Linked DNA regions of Drosophila melanogaster: region 2 is linked to region 1. Evidence: chromatin contacts called from public Hi-C data. All regions are on one chromosome and are shown on one strand. The core of a region is the stretch at or near the end of the contact, and the rest is flanking DNA. Distances in the headings are between cores, read along the strand shown. Region 1 holds the start of l(3)L1231 (lethal (3) L1231). Region 2 holds the start of kibra (kibra,).

Region 1 (4,115 bases), core at 895-3,394:
GTAAATAAGCAATGTTTAAAAATAGTGATGATTGACTTGTGTTTCAGATTTACGATAAGGGTGAGAAATGATTCCCATATTTTCGGCGCGCTTTCATGATATTTGCAAACTCATCGACATTGACGCACAGCAGCAGAAATTGCATTTAAATGCACATTACATTGCCCGTAAGTGAGGAAAACGGGCAGAGGGAGAGAGAGAGGGAGATACTGAGTCCGAACCCGTTTGCTGCTTCCTTCATAACCGGAAACTGAAGGCTAAATTGTGCAAAGCAAGAAATGTGCAAAAAACGTAATATAATGACGACCGGGTGGGGGAAAGCAAGAAGGGCGGGGCTGGAAACCACCGCAAAGGCAGCTGGAGATGGATTTTTGATGCGGTGGGGAGGACGGTGCGGGATGCGGGGTAAAAGCCAAGAGCCAGACATGCGGTTCAGTTTATTCAGCCAGCCAGCGAAGCCAAACGAACTCCATCTGCAGCTCCACTTGGCCACTTTTGCATTGCACGTAGGCCCGTCCACATCCCACAGAGTGGGTCTCATGGCTCCAGAGCAGTGGTACAGTGGACACTGGCTGGAAGCAACCCGGGGAAGCCTTGGGAGTGCTGCCAACAATGTTGGCATAACTTATGGAGCATATATCTTGCTCGTTTTGTCTGCAAACAAACTTCCAAAATCGTGAGTCATACGAGATAATTATGGGCTTCACAGTCAAAGATTTTGCTTTGCATTTTTCTTTGCTTTTTCGCGGTCAAAAGACAATAAATATTAATGGGTTCCATAAAATGACTCACTGAATTATTCAAATAAATATTTATTTCAATTTGGAAATTTAATAACGCTGGTAGGAATATTTAAAGCTTTTGAAAGGTTTCCTAAATAAGCCGTTTGGTATTGTTTTCGAATGCAAAATAATATATTTTTATAATCCAAATTGATTGTGCATCCATATTAAATGGAAAGATAAACATGTATAATTTTTAAAAGACACTTAAGTTGTTTAAACAATTCATCCGCATGATAGATCCAATTAATGTGGTAATTTTCTTTACTTTTCCATTTTAACATGAAAGTAAATCTCCGATATAAAACACTTCCTTTGGCCTTAGCTGTTTTGTGATTTCTTGGTGCAATAAGTATTATTTTATAACAGTATCATAATTATAAGGCGAATTAAGTTAAAACAGAATTATTCACACAATAAAATATCCAAGGCTTACGATCACTATTTTGTTTTTTTATAAAAGTGTACGAAATTTTCGTTATTCGAGGTTTTATTATGTTGCTCTTTTTGTTGTTGTTGTAGGTAGTGAGCGGCAGCTGTTGTTGGTATGAAAAAAAAAACACACACATCTGTTCCGTTAAAACCAAGTTAACGATAATCTCGGTTTCTCACGGACTTTACTCAACTCTTGTGAAGAATTTCAGCAATATAAACACACACATGCACACGATAACTAAGAGCGGGCGGAGGGGGAGGTTCATCACCACACATATGTCGCCAATAAACAAATTTCCAAAACTAAACAAAACAAATAACCAATTCCGTGTAAACGAACTTTCAGTGGGGAGCGCGTCTTGAATTTCTTTTAGCTTTTTGTTTAGTTTTGTTTGTCATTCGCTTTGTGGTTTGTGGGTGTGCCGCCGCTGCGAGGGGTGGGATGGCAACTGTTGGGGAGTGGCGGGAAGGGCACTCGAGAATCGCTGTTGCCGGCGTTTTTATGATTTCTCTGTTTCCCCCATCCGTTTTTTTCTCTTTTTTTTTTGTTTCGACCAGCAGTCGCCCTCGCCCTTTTTTCTGCTTCTCTTTAGCGGCTCTTTCGCTTCCTTCCCCCACACAGCCCCCCACCAAACCCACACACTCACAGATACACTTGCGTTTAGAGTTGCACACGCAGGGTCTTTTGATTTTTAACTGTGCTTTGATTTTCAGCATTTAATCATTTTTAGCTTTAACAGCTTTTTCTGCTTTTCTTTGCTTTGGCGATTTTCGATGCAAAACAAGAATGCGTCACGGACCGCACACACTCACATAAAGGCTCACACACATACAACACACGCATACAGTGGGGCCGAAACCGAGAGCAACGAGAGCGAGAAAATTTACCCAACCGTCTGATGACGATTCAAACGTCAAAGTGGCGCCGCGCAACGTACTTCGTTTTTGTTGTTTGAGTACCCTTCCCACGGACAGGGTTGTCATGTTTTTGGGAATTAGTAAAGTGGCAGAATAATGCGGTTTTTTGGGAAATAAAAATTATAACAGCCCGCCAAATAATTATTTACAGCGATTCGCACTCAATTGATCACAAGTTAATGGGATTTACTGTTAAAAATCTATTTTATGCACATATAAATAGGAGGATCGGCAACCCTGGCCTGCCTCTCACACACACATACAGCACAGACCTGGGAATTTTTTGCTGCACAATTTTTTCTCCGCACCAACAATTCCACTTTCAAATGCAATTTTATCCCCCTTTGCTGAGCGCAGCGTACTCAAGACGATATCCTTTTTGTGGGAAAATGTGTACTGCAGCACTTTCTGGTGTGTTAAGTGGGCATAAAACGCGTTAAACGATTAAATTTGTAATTTTCGATGAAGTCGGGCTGACAAGATGGCGGACAATACAGGCGCGCGCACAGACACACACGCAGCCATTCGGGCGAACTAGGGATGTGACAAATTTATCTACATTTCAATATATCGATATTTTTGAAGAAAAATAAATATTTATTCACATGATCTATCGAATATCACTATTTTGCTGCTATTTATACAAACAAAATAAGCAAGTGCTAAATTTATGCTTCAGGATTGATAACCATTAAGTAACAACAGTTAATAATAATATTATACATTCAGCGAAGAACCAACCATATTATATTAATAAAACCAAACACACTGAACTGCTATTTTGGGACCCAGTGTCAAGGAGTGTCGTAAGCTACAGCCACCGCCACCTTTACGTTTTTTATACCCCTTACTCGTACAGTTAAAGGGTATACTATAGCCGAGTGCTTCCGAATGAATGTAGAGATATTAGGAACTATAAAGGCGAGAGAGTAAGGACTACCACGTCCACTTTAACGCTCACTAACCGCCCAAAACTCCCACTTTTGAACAATTTCTTTACATTTTATTTGTCTTGCTGATTAGTATCGGTACGCCAAAAATATGTAAATGTTCTAGTTCGCACTCCTATTAACGTAGTAGGTACGTATAGTAGGTAGTAGGAATCTGATAGTCGAGGAACTCGAATATAGCGTTCTAACTTGATTCTGATTGGTACGTGCGCGTTGCCATCTTGAAACTGGTTACCTTAGCCATAACGCGCAGTCTCCAATGGGCGGCCAATCAGAGCACCGGCGGTCTGATTGGTCGGCTCTGCAGTTTGATTTGTATCTCTACTGTGGTTTAGCTTTGGAACCACTATTGCGCAATATTTCTTGGCGGCAGGATAAAATGATCGGCCGCAAAAGGCCTCCCAGAGCCAGATGAACTATGTTGGAGTAGCCGCTGATGCTGTCGCATTCTACTGATAGAGATAGGCAGTTGTGGCGATGCTGTTAATGTGATGGATCCGGGTCCGGACAATGTCTGCTGCTGCTGAATTTGAAGTTGTGAGCCCATAGACTCCTCCTGGGGAGTGTGCGAATGATACCCGTGTGGGTTGCACTGAAAGATTTCTCTCGCGGCTGATACCCAGATGGATTCTCGAGTAAAGGCAAGCCAAAGATCATATACCCGACAAATACCATTAAATAACGACATAAAGAACAACAAAAGTAGGTTTAAAGAAGAGTCATAGAGGAAAAACCTCCGCGCCAAAATTCAATTCGCGCCGATATCACGTTATCGAACGCTGCACAGCTGGTCATACTAGCTGACCAAGGCAACTCTGCGATCTCGTCCACCTGGGCACACTAGTTGGCGGTCATCGTGTAGTCATTCAATTTCCGACTTCAAACATCCTTCATCAGCCTGCAAGCGAGTTCCGACAAATTTTCAACCCGGTCATGGTTAATTCACACCACAACTAAACGCCGAGATGCCGAACATATGAGAGGCTCGACTTAAGATGTTCGGCATTCGAATTTCTAACGTCTCCAAATG
Region 2 (4,115 bases), core at 405-2,904, 69 kb after region 1:
ATTTTTTGTTTGTTGCCACTCTCTGTTCAGTTCAGTTATATTCGGAGTCTTAATCATCGCATCGGAATGTTTACTCCAAGTTTTTCCCCCGTTCCGTTGCGTTTTGTTTTGCCTGCTGCCGCTGCTGTCTTGTTTAAAATATGTAATTTATTTTGCTGCTGCCTCTTTATTTTATTTTCCTTTTATTTTTCTTTTTTTTTTTTGCTTCATTTCGCCTCCACCGATCGCATTCCTTTACACACACAGCTGCAGCACGCACCTTTTCTTTCCGGTTCAAGAGCGCTTCGGAATCGGAATTTATATGGGTTTTTTTTTTAGCTCGTTTGCCGGAGCTTCCTGAATGAGTGAACTGCTGATCTCTCACCTGCGTTTTATGCCTTCTTAAGCCACTAACAACTTGCCAAGAATTTTATTCTATTTTAATTTGATTCTCAATGAGTTATCTGCTTCACTTATTAGCCATTAAGCAGCAATTGGGGTTTATAAGCACTCTTGATAGTTTGCGATGTTAAAGCATCTATAACTTATTTAAAACACAACCTGTTGGTTTGGTCATTCGTTATGTATGCCTCATTTCTGATAATTGTTCTAGTAGTTTTAATAAGTTTAAACTAACTTTCCAAATGCAAATATCTTATAATTATATTTCAGATCGCCCTTGTTTCAATTTCGTTTCTTTAATTGACCCTTTCCGGAACACTTACCAATCTCTGGGATCCAGCCAGGTGGTCTTCTTGTTGATATGATCTATGTAATAGGTCTTGCCATCGAAATCCTTGGCGATATCCCAGCCATCGGGAAGTGGGAAGTCGCTGTGGTGTTGTTGCTGCTGCTGATGATGCGTGTGTTGTTGTTGTTGCTGTTGTTGATGATGATGATGATGTTGCTGTTGCTGCTGTTGGGGTCGCAGGTGGTGGGGATGCAGATGATGCTGCGATTGCGATGCGGTTTGTTGCAGATTCGGCATTTTAACTTTGTTTCTCGCCGTGTACTTTGGTTAGTCTGAGAAAACGTCGTTGTTGCTGGATTTTTCACCCGACGCGCGCCTTTTCTTTCTTTTCGCTATTGCTATCTACGTTTGCTTCTTTTTTCGGGGGGTTTCTCTTTGCGCTGTTTACATTAGCAAAGACATTTCAATTCCGTTTCTTTTGCTCCGGCGATAATGGAGACCGACCCGCACACACACACACACAACACGGCCACACGGTGACGGGCGTAGAGGCACACACCGAGCCAACTCGAATACACACGCGCGCAGGGGAGAGAGAGCGGGAGAGCGCGGGCGCGCTCTCAATTATTTATTTACTTTTTTCGTAACTGCATTCCATTCCAGCTCAAACACACGCACACATATGGGGGACGAACACAAGCGCACACGATCACTGCTCACAGTTGGTGCTGCTTCTTTTCATTTCTTGTTGTTGCAAGCGTTTGAACTCCTTTACTTATTTTCTTATTTTCGCCTAATTGAAACTAATTAACGACGATAATCCAACCATCCACTTGGTGTTCACAAAAAAATATGTACTTCAGTTTAGTGAGTTCGCGCCGTCGCCGATCTCTTCGGTTCCGGAATTCCTTGGGGGAGCAGCAAAAAACACGAGTAGCGCGCTTGATGACCGTCCGATTCGGATTCGGAATTTGTTTTGGTAACATTCGCTGCTAGTGGTGTAGCAGAAAACATCGCATTGCATATCGATACACTCGCGGCGATGTTATTCGATGTATTGGTTGATATCGATATTATAGGCTGTATTGACGCGGTTGCAGAGATGCGATATTTAACAATCATGCACGAAAAGTATTTATTGTTATTTGGCTTGTGTAGTCCCCAAGCATAGGTGTAATTGTTGAGGGAAGAAAATAGGAGTTGTACGTTCAAAGATCGGCTTGGTAACAGGAACTAGTTCGGTTCTTCAAGCGATGTTAATCAAAGCCAGTTCCGATAGATCATGTTAACTCGCTCTGTTAACAATTACTGTTATCTTAATCCTAACATTTCCGTTACATTTTAAAAACAGAAAAAGAAAAAATTTAAAAAAAAAGACTGTAAACTGAGTTACGCATTTCGAAATCAATATGTATCCCAACCATAGATAGAAAAATAAATTATGTTTCCGAAACATAACTTCAATAAAACCACAATTTCGCTTGCTTTGTACGTTTGATATTGTATTTGCATTTTATGAATTGTAAAAATTGAGTCAACAAGACTAACACAGCTTCAGCTCAAGACACATGCAATTTCATTGACATTGTTTAATTGTATATATTAAAGGAAATCAATTAGGATATAAAGAGAGAAACCTTTTTGCCGCTTATGCGATGCCAACTATCTGGATCTGGATTGTCTAACACGAAACCCTAACTAATTGGTAAATTAAACATAAATTAATCATATCGGTCAACAACTACAACTAAATATTAGTTATTAGCGGATAAAGAGCGCCCCATAAACTATTTACACTAAGCTTTAGTCTACTAGAGTCCCGGATTCCATCTCCGCTCCTCGGATCTTCGGATCTTAACTCAGATGTTCGGATCTTCAAGTTCTAGGAGAGAACTGGTGCAGTGCATCCGTTATTCAGGCGATACTCGGCATAGACCAGTCCGGTGTTGTGCCAGTGATAGAAGGCGGCCACGATGATCAGGTGCCACCAGTTGTGCGAATGCCCAACGAAGTCCACCTTGCCGGTGAACCAGCGCTCCGGAATCTTGGCCGCATAGAAAACGAAGGCGACGAGGCAGAGCAAGTACATGAGCACGATGCGGGGCACCATCAGCTGCAAATGGTAATGATTGATGGATTAGCAAATGACAAGATTCCATAAATTTCCAACTGATGCCTACCCTGACTAGCTCGTTCTCCAGACCGCCCATGGCCACCGCCCAGTGGCCCAGAGGTATGATTCCATAGGCAGACCAGAGTAGCAGCACCGCCACCTTGCCGTTCATGGACACATTCAAACGGGGTATCTGCACGGCAATGGCCAGTGCGAACATGCCCAGTGCAATCGTGGAGTACAGGGTGCGCAGGAAGGTGTGGCACCAGAAGGCATAGTACATGCCACTGATATAGATGGCCACCAGCGACAGCGAAATGCCCAGGAAGTCAACGGACAGAAAGAGCTCGTAGTGCTCCTCCGATTTGCAGGAGAAGATGTGGTATATGGCGGACATCAGCATGCACAGACAGAAGCAGACCAGCAGGCAGACCACCAGCACCTGGTCGCTCAGGGAGGCGTGGAGGCGCAGGAACTGCAGATCGAAGATGGTCAGTCCAATGAACAGGATGCAACCGGCCAGATGGCTCCAGATGTTGATCTATGAAAAATATAGCAATAATAATGTTATAATAATAGGGAATAGAGTTTAAGGAAAACTATTGTAGCTCCAATTGGAATGGAGTATCATTCTAGTGTGGCAATCTTACCGTCTCATTGGTCCACCAGAAAATGCTCTGCAGGCACATTTTTGTGGAAGGTAGAAAGGTGCGGTATCCGCGACGAATGTACGGGTTGAACTTCAGGTGACTGGGGGCCTGTATCGAAAGCACAAGTGAATAAACATTCCAAATAAATACAAAATTTTCCAAGCCGATAAGACATGCAAATCGCATGCGTGTAGCATTGAAAATAAAATAAAAACCAAATAGACAAAATGACAAAATAAAATAGAAACAAACGGAATAATTCGAGGATCTGGCACCCCGCCGAATGTAAAAAAAAAAAACCAAAAAGCTTTCCATTTGCTTCAATTGAAAGAAAATAAAACTAATTAATCCAATTTGTGTTGTTAGCAATCTTGTATGGGAATTGATTAAATGCCAAATACTGTGTATATTATTTACTTTCTTTGAATTTAACTAGCTAAGTTTTATATATTATAAAAAATCCATTTAATTAGTTAAACAAGTGCTAAGCTAGTTTTGCACTGCATTTATGTATTATTACCTTAATTAATGCCTTTCAATCGGAAACAGTAATTATTTCAAGCCCGTTTTAAGCCCAGTTCGAAGTCGAATATTTAACTTGGTCAAAACTAAGCATGGTCCGAAAAACCCAAGAAATTCGATTCGGGAGTTACCTTGAGGATTTTCACAAACATATATGTAT

What was found. A called contact is a pair of places that touch in the nucleus more often than the background predicts.
Region 2: a contact with region 1 is called in a Hi-C map of the Kc167 cell line, with 3 times the contacts expected there. A contact is called at or near these places in 10 of 107 Hi-C or Micro-C datasets (the D17-c3 cell line, the Kc167 cell line, the OSC cell line and 3 more) and 1 of 7 datasets of targeted methods (the Kc167 cell line).

Annotation. Positions count from the first base shown.
Region 1 is chr3R:14,653,053-14,657,167 of dm6, forward strand. l(3)L1231 (lethal (3) L1231) reads right to left here and starts at 2,145. Exons shown (of 6, transcript NM_001300399.1): 1 at 2,106-2,145.
Region 2 is chr3R:14,722,607-14,726,721 of dm6, forward strand. kibra (kibra,) reads right to left here and starts at 1,655. Exons shown (of 9, transcript NM_001300400.1): 1 at 705-1,655. The coding sequence starts at 967. CG7530 reads right to left here. Exons shown (of 6, transcript NM_169599.2): 4 at 3,434-3,541; 5 at 2,851-3,324; 6 at 2,154-2,783. The coding sequence ends at 2,553.